3 separate regions of the Mus musculus genome follow, and all the other regions are linked to region 3. A link is a contact called in public Hi-C and HiChIP or PLAC-seq data. All regions are on one chromosome and are shown on one strand. The core of a region is the stretch at or near the end of the contact, and the rest is flanking DNA. Distances in the headings are between cores, read along the strand shown. Region 1 overlaps Rptor (regulatory associated protein of MTOR, complex 1). Region 2 overlaps Baiap2 (brain-specific angiogenesis inhibitor 1-associated protein 2). Region 3 overlaps Rptor (regulatory associated protein of MTOR, complex 1).

Region 1 (4,101 bases), core at 1,208-3,707, 160 kb before region 3:
CTTGCTGTATGCACTGCATACAAGCCTGCTCATCTCGCTGCAGTGGCACTGGCTCCTCTAGTGGCCATGCTGCTGGTCTGCTGCATCTATGTGCTTGGTCTCCTTTGCTGTCCCTGGCAGCTCATACTGCTTTTGTGGAAATGGCTGAAGTCTCGGGTTCTGTCCTGAGGGGCATTTGCCTGCTCCTTCCCACACTTGGGTGCTTGGGTTTCAATGCTGTGTGGTGAGTGCGGCCCCCACAGTGGAGGCTGGCTGCTCCTTCCCTCATCACACTTGCTTTATTTTATAGTATCTGAGCTTGTTATGTAGCTGAGGATGGGTTTGAATTCCTCTCTCTCTTTCCCCTCCTTTCCTTACCCCTCCCCTAGATTGTTCGAAGCAGGGTTTCTCTGTGTAGCCTTGGCTGTCCTGGAACTTGCTATGTAGACCATGCTTGACTGGAATGCACAGAGATCCACCTGCCTCTGCCTCCCAAGCACTGGGATTAAAGCCGCCACCACCTGGCTGAACTTGAATTTCTGATTCTCCTGAACAGGTGCGCAGTGTGACACCAGGTTTGGGTGTGATGCTGGGGGTTGAGCCCAAGGTTTCGTACGTACTAACTCTACCAGCTAGACTGCATCCCCAGCTCTATAGTCACTGCGTTCCCTGTCATGAAAACATCTCATTCCACAAGAATACTTTCACTTTTACCCAGACCATCTGACCTATGGACTCTGTTGAGTAAAATTGAAAATAATTTAAAATCTAATTTGTCTTCTTGTCAAGCCAAGAGAAACCTATCAAGGAGACATTGAAGTAGATGAGGAGTAGTCCTACAGCTGTGCATTACCCAGAGCGTCAGATCTAGCGGCAGGTGTGCTTTGTAATCAGCGTTAACGTGCACTGAGTGGGAAGCTGGTAATTGCTGGGGCTGCTGCCTCTTTTGAAGAGTTTTAGGAGCGATGGTGAGGAAGTTGATTATTGCTTGTTGTACAGTTATGGTGTTGGATCCAAGTTTCTAAGACCTCTCAGCCCTTTATTCCTCGATTTGATGATTCCCTAAAGACACAGTGGGCTGGTTTACTGTTAGTGAGAGGATGGTGGATAAAACCAGCCTGGGGACCAGGTGTGTATGGTGAGGTCATGCAGCAAGTCAGCCATGAACTTCCTAGGGTGCTCTTCCCGTGTAGTCACCTAGAACGGCTCAAAGCTTCCCAGCAGTAAGTTAGGGCCACACACATGAAGTGGGGTCACCCTAAAAGGTTCCTTAGAGACTTAGCTGGGTGCTTGTCATGGGTACATCTCTGCCTGGCTTGTACCAGAACTCTTGGCTACAGAAGGCAGGCAAGGGGGTTCAGCATGTCTGTGTTGTATGTAGTTGGGGCTTGGTGAGCCAACCTTCCTGTAGGGGAGGGAGCTTTCCAGAAGCCACTGCAGCTGCAGTGGGTGGTTCACGTTGGCTCCAGGTAGCGCCTGACTGACTTCCATATGCATTGCTGTCTCACTCTAAGGCACAGAGGAGTCAGCAAATGTGTGTCACCCCGTCAGACAGTCGCACTAGCTCGCACGGATGTGTGCTAAGTTGTTCTCACTGAGAGAAGTAGCAGATATATTGGGGAAGAAAAAACTTTAGAATTCTTTAGAATTTTGTGTGAAGTAATGGGCTAGAACCGAACTTCCCTAGCTGATGTTCTGTGTCGACACTAAATGCTGCCTGGGAGTTGCTTTAGTGAGAGCACCAATGAATTGTAATTAAATATTAAGAACCTATAAAATATATTTGCATTACAAAAGTAGTTAAAGTAATTTTCTCAGTCTTCATAAATTTAGATAATAGTCATTAAACAAAATAATGAGCTAGTCTTTGAATGGAAGAGGCAAAGAAGCAGAAAATTGCCCCAGGAGCTGGGCTGCTGATGACACAATTTTGTGGCTGCAGAATAAAAGCCTGTGGGGTTGACAGATTCTTGATGCCTGACTGTGTGCTGCCCACTGCAACAGAAATGTCACCATTAGGTTAGGGATAGTTTCAGAGATGTGTTAAACTGGCTCATTGTGACTTCTCAAGTTTCCTAACTTGTTCCTGTTGTGATCCATTCTTAGGTGGGTGCTAAGCAAAACACCAGTTGAGCAGGGTGGTGGTCGTTGTCGTCGTCGTTGTCTTCTTCTTCTTCTTCCTCCTCCTCCTCCTCTTCCTCCTCTTCCTCCTCCTCCTCTTCTTCCTTTTCCTCCTCCTCTTCCTCCTCTTCCTCCTCCTCCTTTCTTCTTCTTTTAAAGGAGTCTTATAACATTAACTAAATTTGTGACCATTTTGCCTCATTCCCCCCAGTGCTGGTATCACACTCTCCCGTACCCGGCCTAGTGACTTTAAAAGAAGTGAGTGATGTTTTACCGACGGTGGTTAATGTGTCTTGTAGTTTGGTCCCTATTTCACTGATGCTGCCAGAGCTCTGGTGTTGGGAGTTGTCACTCATCACTAAGTTGTCACTGGGCACAGGCTTAGTCACTAATCATGCTTCAGTTTACAGCTATGCAAATAGGAAAGATCAACCACTTCTCTATTTTAAAATAAGCTTTTTATTTAAGATGGCTAGAGAGTCATACAGTTTAACCAACAGTGAAAACCCTGTGCACCTTTCTTCTCGACTGGGAAGCTAGTGTGGCAGCAGCTATGGGGGCAGCTCAGCACTGATGGGGCCGAGGCAGGAAGATTGGGAATTCAGGCCAATGTGAACTATACAATGAGACCATCTCAAACCAAAGCCTTAAGCCAAAAGCTGTCCCATAGCGTCACAGCCCTGGTCTTGACACAGACATTGGCAATCCACTCCAGAGCCCTCTTTGTTCTCAGTTGCACACGCTTCTCAGCTGGGCAGGCATGGGTCGTTTGTCATTTCAAGAATGTTGTGTAGCTGAGCGGTGTAGCATCTCACTTTTTGCAGTTGGCTTTTTCACTCTTGAATTCCCCAGAGTTTCATCCACATTGCACATCATTTGTCCCTCTTATTGCCAAGTATTGTCTGTGGCGTAGATGAAACTGCCGTTGTGTAACTGCTTATTCACCGAAGGACATTTGGGTTGCTTCAGTCATGAATAAAGCTGCTGCGAGCACTTATGTACTTTTTTCTCTGAATGTTAGTTTTCATTTCTTTGTTAGGAAGTGCAGTAGCCTGGCCTGCGGGTGCACGTTTATTTTCTCAGGAACCATTGCACCGAGCAGCTGCACCTTTGCAGATAGGCTCTCAGTATGTGGTTGCTGTTCCTGGAATGGAGCTGTGCAGTGTGGACTCTTCTAGGCCAAACTGTTGCTGACGAAATTTCGCCCGAGGCATCGGTAGCTGCTCCATGTCCAGAAAGCTCCAGCCCTCGGGCGCCCCTGTACCTGCCGGTCCTTGAGGCTGCACGGAAAGCTCTTCTTATCCCTTGAGCTGCATGCGATCTTTCAGGCAGGCCTTGTGGATGCTGCCCACTTGAGCTTTCTTCTTGGGGAATCACCTGTTTGTGTTTTGTTCTTTTCCCTATGGATTTTGTCTTTCGTTTTTTCTTTTTCTTCCTTTTTAAGTATGGACCATAGTAAGCTGGTGGTATATAAACAGTGAGCTGGCGATGCAATCAATGCTCTCTATCTTAAGTGTGTTTGTCTTGGTCCTGTATAAACAAACACCTGATGCTTCAGTGCAGTCAGCTTTGTCACCACTGTCAACCAGGCACTACTTTAGTATTTCATATTTCATATTTTCAGCCACCCTCCCCTGTATATTCTCCATTGCTTTGGATCTTGAGGTCATGAAGCTGTTCTGAAGAGAGTGAAATTGATTCTCACAGTGGGATCTTAGATGGACCTGCAGGATAAGGTAGAGTTTTACTTTATTCCATCATTCTGGCCAGTGTGGGGAACACGCTTGTATCTCTCTGGCTTTAGTTTCTCATGCTGCAGTTCTAGAACATTTACAGATGTTACAGAGTTGCAAGAGTCATTGCTTCCTTTCTGGCCATCAGAGTGGGTGTCACACAGCCTAAGATGTGGGCACAGTGCAGGATGTCCTGCCTAGCACAGTAGCTTTTCTTCCTAGGCATGTGCGTGGGATACCAAGGCTTCTCCGACTTGAGTTGCAGCCC
Region 2 (3,568 bases), core at 291-2,790, 170 kb after region 3:
CAGTTAACCTGGGATCAGCTTCTAGAATCCATATTAGCTCACAACCAGCTGTGGGCCTGACTGGTACACATATCCACATGCAGACAAAACACTTGTGTATATATAAAATAAATCTAAAAACGAGTTTTAACTAACAGTAACAGGTCCTATCTTTTTAATAACTGAAATCTTTTAACAACTCTGGGCTTGTGTTACATCATCCTTGGTATAAGTTTTATATTGGAAACACTTGATTCCTGACCTGGAGTCTCATGAAAGTAGTGTATCACTGAAGAATGGGCTCAGACATGTCCTGGATAGCCTGCGAGCTGAAGTGAGTATGGCATAGACAGTCCCACATCCACACAATGTCTAGGAATGCTAGACGCGTCTCTGAAGTGTCAGAGGACAGTGAATGCTGAAGAGATGAAAGGCAGACTGGAGCCCAGTCATCAGACAGGCGCTGGTCTGTGGGACAGCAGCCCTCAGGAAGGTTCTGAGCTGCCCATCCACCTTTCACCCCCCGTCTGTCTGTCTGCTGGAACTTTTGTCAAATCCCCAGGGTAGCTGGATCCCAGAATGGACTTCGGCTCGAGTTGCTGGTGTCTTCCACATCAGTAGTACTTCTTTCTGCTTAGACACTAGAGTTCTGAGGTCTTGGTGCTGCTGAGCATGTGAAAGTGCTGATGGCCTGGGCGCCTGTCCCTGTCGGGCTTCCTACCCTGTGACGCTTGCTCAGGACTCAGAGTTGATGCTGTACCAGGCTGACAAAGCAACATTGCTAACCAGCCTTTGAGGTATGCTTGTTCCCTCGGATCGGCTGATTTTAAGGGGTAAATTTACCCAGAAAGAAGATAGTGGACTCTATGTGTCCACTGTGGGCAGGAGCTTGGCTTCTCACACAAAGGGTCAAGTTTGCTTTACCAAAGGAGCTTAGGCGCCATGGATGGGAGTGGGGACATGGTCACTTCCTTCTCCAGTCAGACCTGAGTCTCCTTACAGACACCAGGTAGAAGAAGAGTCAGACAGGACTGAGGACCAGCAGGTCTCACTGAGATGATCTCTAGTGGACAAGGGCAGGGAGTGGCCCCGAGAGCCTGTTCCCTCGGAAGATTCTGACTGCTCACCTATATGGGGAGGACATTAGGTCTTGTCCCAACATCTTTGTCTCTTTGCCACAGTGGGACCTGTGCAGCAGCTGCCTCTGTACAATGACTCGAAGACATGTGGTCCACAACTGACTAAGGTGCCTGAAAATCCTCAGATAGGAGCAGTCCCCTGGATGACACTGGTCCAGGAACCTGAGCAGGCAAGATGGAAATAGTGGTCAGTGACTCAGGACAGTGGTGACATTGGATGCCAGCCTGAACTTGGCCCTGCCTCTCCCTACTTTCCTCAGAGTCCCTAGTATCCATGGTACAACTGTTGTCACAACATGGACATTGAGGTGGCTTTTGGACTTGTTCTGTTTCAGAACAACATGACTATAAGCTCTGCTGTCTACCGCTATCACCATGGCAACACAGCCATTGATTTTTCTCTTGGTCACCCCTTGGCCGCATTCCACTCTGGCTTTCCCATAGATGGGCGAAGAGCGTCTGAGGAACCAGTGTGTGGAGAGTAGCTGAGAGAAGGCAGGATTGGTAACTGTCCAGTGGGGAGGGGGGGAGGTTAGGGAGGGTTTGACTGTCTCACCTCCTGTCCGCCCCTCTTGCCTCCCGGTGGTTTTAACAGCACGGTGCCCTGGCAGCCCCCTCAGCTGTCTGTCTTCACCTAATGAGAGCTCTATATTCGGGCCTTGTTCAGGCGTATGCTAATTAGCTCTCAGAGGTGCCTTTCCGCTCTAGAAGCCACCAGAATAATTGAGCATTATGGATATTTGCTTCAGAAGGCTCTGGAAGGTAATGTGTGCTTCCAGCCAGGTTTGAGCAGCTGACCCCTTGGCATAGAGCCCCTCTGCTACTGCGGAGAGGATGGCAGTTCTGCCTCCTCTCAGAATGACTGGGGTGCTCAGCAGTCGAGCACCCACTGTTGACAAGCCAGTAGCACAGGGCTCCTACTGTTAGGCTCCTACTGTGCTCTGGGGGCAAACTGACCTCTAGGAAGCTATAGCATCTCCAATCACACAGGGGATGCAGGTGCCTCCTCTCCAGACCCTGCAACTCCACCTGGGCTGCTGACTACAGAGAAGCAGTCCCTGTCTGCCACCCTCTAAGACTTTGCATATGGAGCATTTCAGCCACTCCCATGGTCTGAGGGAAGCCTGTCTCTCTTCCAGCAGAGAACACAGTGGCCACGTTACAGCTGTGCTTATTAATGTGTCCTTCTGGGATGGTCTTCAGATGCTGCTTAAAATTGGGGCTCACATGGGGTCCTGTGGCCGCTGGATCCAGTTTCCTGAACCTGCAAGGGTTTGACTGACTGGCACCTCTGGTGGTGTGTGTGTGTGTGTGTGTGTGTGTGTGTGTGTGTGTGTGTGTTTTCCTTTCTTACTTTGGAGGGTCCAGGAGCAGAGTCCCTGATGGTATGTAAAGCAAACTTAGTTCTCCTGGACCCTTATTCCTGCCAGCTGGCTTCTCCACAAAATGCCCAGGGAACCCACTGAGATCTAGGACACAGGACTATGCACTGATCTTTGGCTGCATGAGCATGACTTGGGGTCTGGCTGGGACCCCTGCAGGTTTGCCACCACACCCATCCTGGCACCTGGTGGAAGAATCTCAGAGGGCAGTGCGCCCTCTGTCTCTGTGAGGAGACCACCAGGGACCTACTACTCAGAGACCCTGGGGGCTCTTTTCTCTTATTTATTTTTTTCATGCTTCGCTCACCCTTGCTGCTCAGAAGATGGGGCTGTCTGAGCAACGGCTCTCAGCAGGGGATGCTGTGCCTATAGTAATGGGGACAAGCAGCATTTAGCCCTTGCTCAGCTGGGCCTTCCCAGCGTTGGGAGACCTAGTCCTAGTAACTCTGGCAACCAGGCATTGCTTGGACACCTGCTGTCAGGGGCTGTAGCCCTTTCCTATGAACCCTGTAGTTGAGGTCTATTATGCAGGCCACCCGTTTCCGCAATGGAGCTCTATATGGGCTCTGGGGGTTAAACTTAGGTCACTGTGCTGAGTAGCAAGTGCTTTTACCCATAGAGCCATCTAACTGGCCAGATGTTCCCCCTTTCAAGCTCAGATCTATGAAAATGTCATCCTCTCCATGTTGGATCAGGGGCCCTTCACCTGGGGTTCACCTGGGGCCTGAAGGGCCTTGGGTGGAGTCTGGTCTTTTCCTGCCTCAGCATATCTGCAGGAGGCTGCTCAGTGCACTGAGCCCAGGCAAGGTCTACACTCCAGTTTTCTGCCACCTTCAGTCTCTCAGGTTCTCTCTTCCCTTCAGCATCTTGTCATCTGCACATTATAAGAACACTCTAGTTTCTGGGGGAGGGAGGAGTAAGACTGGATGTTTTAATTATTTTATTATATTTTTAATTATATTTGTGCTTATGGTGGTGATGGAGTTGTGTCAGAGGACAACTTGCCAGAGTTGTATCTCCTTGTACCGTATGGTACAGAATCAAACTCAGTTTGTCAGGCTTGACGGC
Region 3 (3,981 bases), core at 664-3,163:
AGCACTCTTGGGATGGCCAGGTTCCCTTTCTTCCACCTTGCTCACTTCAAGAGCTGAGAAAGACCCTGAGGACACAGCTGAAGAATAGCGTTTAAACTGACTCCTTTCCTGTCCCCGTGCACAGCTGCCAGCTGCCATAAAGAGTTAGGATTCTATCCACTGGGCGATGGGGAGTCTTAGCAATGAGTGGGAGTTGCCGCTGTTTTCAAGTAGAAGTTCTGTGACTCAGGTTTGTGGGCTGCTGAGATTATGCAGTGTGCTCAGCACTCTGCCAAAAACTATAAGAAGATTGATACATATCGAGGAACGAAAGCCATTGCCCATAGGAATTTATTATCTAGTTACAGAGGAGATTAGCATAGAGGAGCAATGGTGAATAAGTAATAAAAAGAACACAAGCAAGGGCTTCGAGGAATGCCTGAGCTCCTCAGAGGTGAATGTTGTTAAAGATTTGAAGGTTATGCAGGAGCTTCACTAAGCTGTCAGGCCCAGGGCATCTTGAGCTACACAGAATAGATGGAGATCCTGCTACACTGAGTGGGACCTGGCCCCAGGGGAGCCAGAGTCTCTGACCCACGAAGGAGCGTGGGCAGCATAAGCAGACAGACAGAGGCCAGCTCTGACGTCTCCAGCACTGTGATGTGACTCTGGGCCAGCCAGGAGAAGAATGGATGGAGAGTGGTAACAGGTCAAACACACTCAGCCCTCAGCTTGCTCGGTTAGTAATGGTTTCGAGGCCCAGAAGGGAATCTTCTGTTTTCAGAAGTCTTTATTCTGTGCCTCAGAGGCCTGGATGTTCCCCCCTGTGTCGTGTGCCCAGGTCTAGCTGGGACATGCTCAGCCTGCTCTTCTCCTGCTCATCTTGCTACAGATGCCTAGCAGTCCTTAGAGATTCTAAGTGGAGACACTCAAGTCTGAGCAGTGGGGAAACTTGCTTTGCTGTTGGCTGCCCTGTGGTTTTCTAGCTGTGAAGGAGAGAGCAAGCACAGGAGGAGCTCTGGTTCATGTGGGTCAACAAGACTTGGGCATCATCAGCTTGCTGTAAGCCTACCTCCTGCAGCCCTGGTCCAGTTATTCCTAGTCCTCAGTACCTTGTGAGGCAGATGGTAGGCCAAATGTGTCCAGTTGTTCTCCACTTTCCCCCAAGGCCTCCAGCCCCACTTTGTGAGAATGAAGAGAATACCTTCCTGGGAGGTGGCCCGTGTGCAGTGGCACACATGGCCGTAGTCTCCAGTCAGTAGTCAGCCTGTCACAACTGGTCTGAGTGTCAGTACCCAGCTGAACAATAGGTTTTTGTACAGGCTAGCTTTGTGCAGCCCCATGTGAGGATTAGGTGGGGAAGGCTATGCTAGTGAGACACAGATTGGTGTGTTGCTCATAGGAATGAATGCATAGAACAAGAAATGTCTTCTCACTGAGGTTTGGATGACCACTGTTGTAACAAGGCCTGTCTGTCAACTAGGTGAAGAAGGGAAATGGACAGTCTTGCTGAATGACTGCAGAGGTCATGACAAGGGCCGGGGGGGCGGGGGGGGGGGTGCGCTCGGGATGAAGAGAGTATGGCCCAAGATGATGCCAGATGGCCATTCCAGAAGTTGCCCCACCCTGAAGTTATCATGTGCACAGCAGTGGAGACATTTAAAAGTGGTCACTCTGTGGCAGTTGGTAGTCAGCAGCGATAGCCTGGGTGTTGAAGTCAAGGAAGATGAGCCCTGGCAGGAAACAGAGAGCTGCAGGGAGCAGTGTCTGTGGGAAGATGGGAACAAGATGGGAATAAGCCCTCGTGCCGACAGCAACAGCGGGAGGGGAAGGAGGGAGGGAGAGCTGAGGAGGCGGCATGCCCCTGCCAAGGAGGTATCTGGCTGCCACGGCATCTGCTGTGCAAGTGTGACCTGTTTTATTTTAGTCCCGTGTGTGTCACACATAAGGTTAGTTTTTGTGACTCAGAGCCGAGACACAGGATGCAGAAGTTGCCCAGCCACAGCACAGCTGGGACTAGAATTTGGCTTCTCATCTTTCAATCCTGTGATCATTTTCCACATTAAGTTTGTCCTTGGTTAGCACTGAGGAGTTAAATTTTAAAAGAGCCCCTGTGCTTGTCAGTGGACTTTGTAGGGCCTAGAGAAGCTTCCTGAATGGGGTGAGGTCTCAGGTTGGATCCCTCTGGGTCCTACTGTAGCCTGTGATGATCCAAGATAGGCTCCCAGTTTCCCAGGCACAGAAGCCACAGCTCCAAAGTGAGGAGTAGGCTCACTTCTACCTTCGTCATCCCAAAAAGGACCTGTCTGCAGACGAGCCAGCAGCCACATCACTGCTCGCCCACTAGACAGGTACTCAGTCAGTCAACATGACTGATCTGTCTGCAGCAACTGGGCAGATTCTTTGCCTATGTCCTCATGACAATCTCGGGGGAAATTGGTGGTTGGGGGTGGGGGGTTCAGGTTGCTGTGGGATCCTAACCCAGACAACACATGCTCTGCTCACAGTGGCTGTCGGGGACCGAGGCTAGGGTAGAGAATCTTGCCAGCCCACTTCTCACTGCCGAGAAGACAGCTTTGGTTCACATTCCCAGAGACTGTCCCTGAGAAAACAAGGTGATCTGTGGTGACTTCACTTGACTCCAGGCATGTGGGCTCTTCCTGTTAACAGTCTAGGTCTGGAGGCAGACCATGCTCAGGCTCTGGTTCTTAGAGGCCCTGTACCTCTCCCCAAAACACTGCCCAGTGCACAAGGCACCAGCCCCATACACGCACACCTCCATGTGGTGGTCTCCACGGTAAAGAGCAGTAAGGACAACCCCATGCTCAGTGGAAGGGCAAGCCAGTCCCCAACACCCCATGCCGAGTTCCTCCCTGGGCCTTGCTTTCTCTTTAGTAGTAAGGTACGTAATGGTCCCCATACATGCTCAGCACTAGGCTGTGTGATAGCATGCCAGCCTTTGGAAATAAACCTGATGTAAATGTCATGTGTCGTTTACCCCCTCTCCCACACACCCTTTTCTCTCCTATCACTAAACCACCTTGAATATAAGGACATATTTTTGTTTCTAAACCAAATGGAATTCTTAACAAGAACGAGCTTACTCAGTGTAGCTGTGTTAGGTAGGTAGCCTGGCCCTGCTCCCCTCTGTTCCTGAGTCTTTGTCTTTGAGTTGTTCTTACTGACAATACCATCAACTAGGTGACTATAATGGGAATTATTAATCTGTTCCACCTTATAAATAGCAAATCACACTCTAGTCTCTAAACCAAATCACTGTGAAGATTTTCCTTCTGGGAGGAAGAAAGAGTTTCTAGTCAGATATAATTAAACGTGCTACCTAGTGGGTAAAATTAAGCTTGCTGCAGAGCAGAAAGAAGCATGCCCACACCTTAGGGCTTTGAACTACTCTGGTCTCCAATGGACATATGCTTGCCACAGACATGGATGCTCTGCCCTGTCAGGATGCAGAGCCTTCTCCTGGGTTAGCACTCAACACAGCTTTCCTTCACCTCCCTTTCCGTCGTGGAAGTGGCCACTCCCTCCCCAGTCTCTCCCTTGAGTGTCTGCAGTCTCTGCACTGCCTGGCCTTTCATGCATGCACATGCTGTGTGCTTCTCATCCGTCCTTCCCACTGGTTGTACTCTAGTGGACCAGCTGAATGACCGCGAGGTGAGTAGGCTGTGCCGGGGAGAACTCTCTTCCTCAGCTCTTACAGACTGAAATGTATGGATCCCCTGACAGCACAAGATGTGTCCCTGAGCCCCGTTGGCTTGTGCTACGTGTGTGGAACTGTGCAACCGTGTGTTGGCAGCTGTTCTCTGTCCACACACACAAAGGCAACAGAAAAACTGTCGGTGTGTCTTCAGTGGAGAGGGAAAAGTAGGAACTGCTGAGGGTGAGCCTGCGTAGTTTCTTGTCTCCTTCAAGAAGACATGTGGGAACTGTGGGAATGCTAGGGACTCTAGGAGGCCTTCCCAGCCACAGCCCTGCCTGCTGTCT

Evidence for each region. A called contact is a pair of places that touch in the nucleus more often than the background predicts. HiChIP or PLAC-seq counts read pairs in DNA pulled down with a chosen protein or histone mark.
Region 1: a contact with region 3 is called in a Hi-C map of bone marrow-derived macrophages, with 34 read pairs. The contact joins two enhancer-like sites. A contact is called at or near these places in 1 of 15 datasets of contacts at CTCF or cohesin (the NIH/3T3 cell line), 2 of 484 Hi-C or Micro-C datasets (bone marrow-derived macrophages and uterus), 7 of 115 datasets of contacts at active chromatin or transcription factors (differentiating embryonic stem cells, embryonic stem cells, epiblast stem cells and 1 more) and 3 of 9 other capture datasets (adipose tissue, liver and pancreatic islet).
Region 2: a contact with region 3 is called in a FOXA1 HiChIP or PLAC-seq map of pancreatic cancer cells. The contact joins two enhancer-like sites.

The regions. Positions count from the first base shown.
Region 1 is chr11:119,637,709-119,641,809 of GRCm38.p6, forward strand. All of the region lies in intron 1 of Rptor (regulatory associated protein of MTOR, complex 1), which reads left to right. Among named protein-coding and RNA genes, the nearest start is that of Rptor, 37 kb to the left of the region's middle. Within about 2 kb of position 2,458, at least 16 of the 459 cell types and tissues checked have an H3K27ac peak or open chromatin away from gene starts, as enhancers often do. A contact at or near this core is called in bone marrow-derived macrophages, where this site is marked.
Region 2 is chr11:119,968,736-119,972,303 of GRCm38.p6, forward strand. The region is part of intron 3 of Baiap2 (brain-specific angiogenesis inhibitor 1-associated protein 2); the gene reads left to right. Among named protein-coding and RNA genes, the nearest start is that of Gm11767, 27 kb to the left of the region's middle. Within about 2 kb of position 1,541, at least 36 of the 459 cell types and tissues checked have an H3K27ac peak or open chromatin away from gene starts, as enhancers often do. A contact at or near this core is called in pancreatic cancer cells, where this site is marked.
Region 3 is chr11:119,794,693-119,798,673 of GRCm38.p6, forward strand. The region is part of intron 7 of Rptor (regulatory associated protein of MTOR, complex 1); the gene reads left to right. Among named protein-coding and RNA genes, the nearest start is that of Rptoros, 38 kb to the right of the region's middle. Within about 2 kb of position 1,914, at least 79 of the 459 cell types and tissues checked have an H3K27ac peak or open chromatin away from gene starts, as enhancers often do. A contact at or near this core is called in bone marrow-derived macrophages and pancreatic cancer cells, where this site is marked.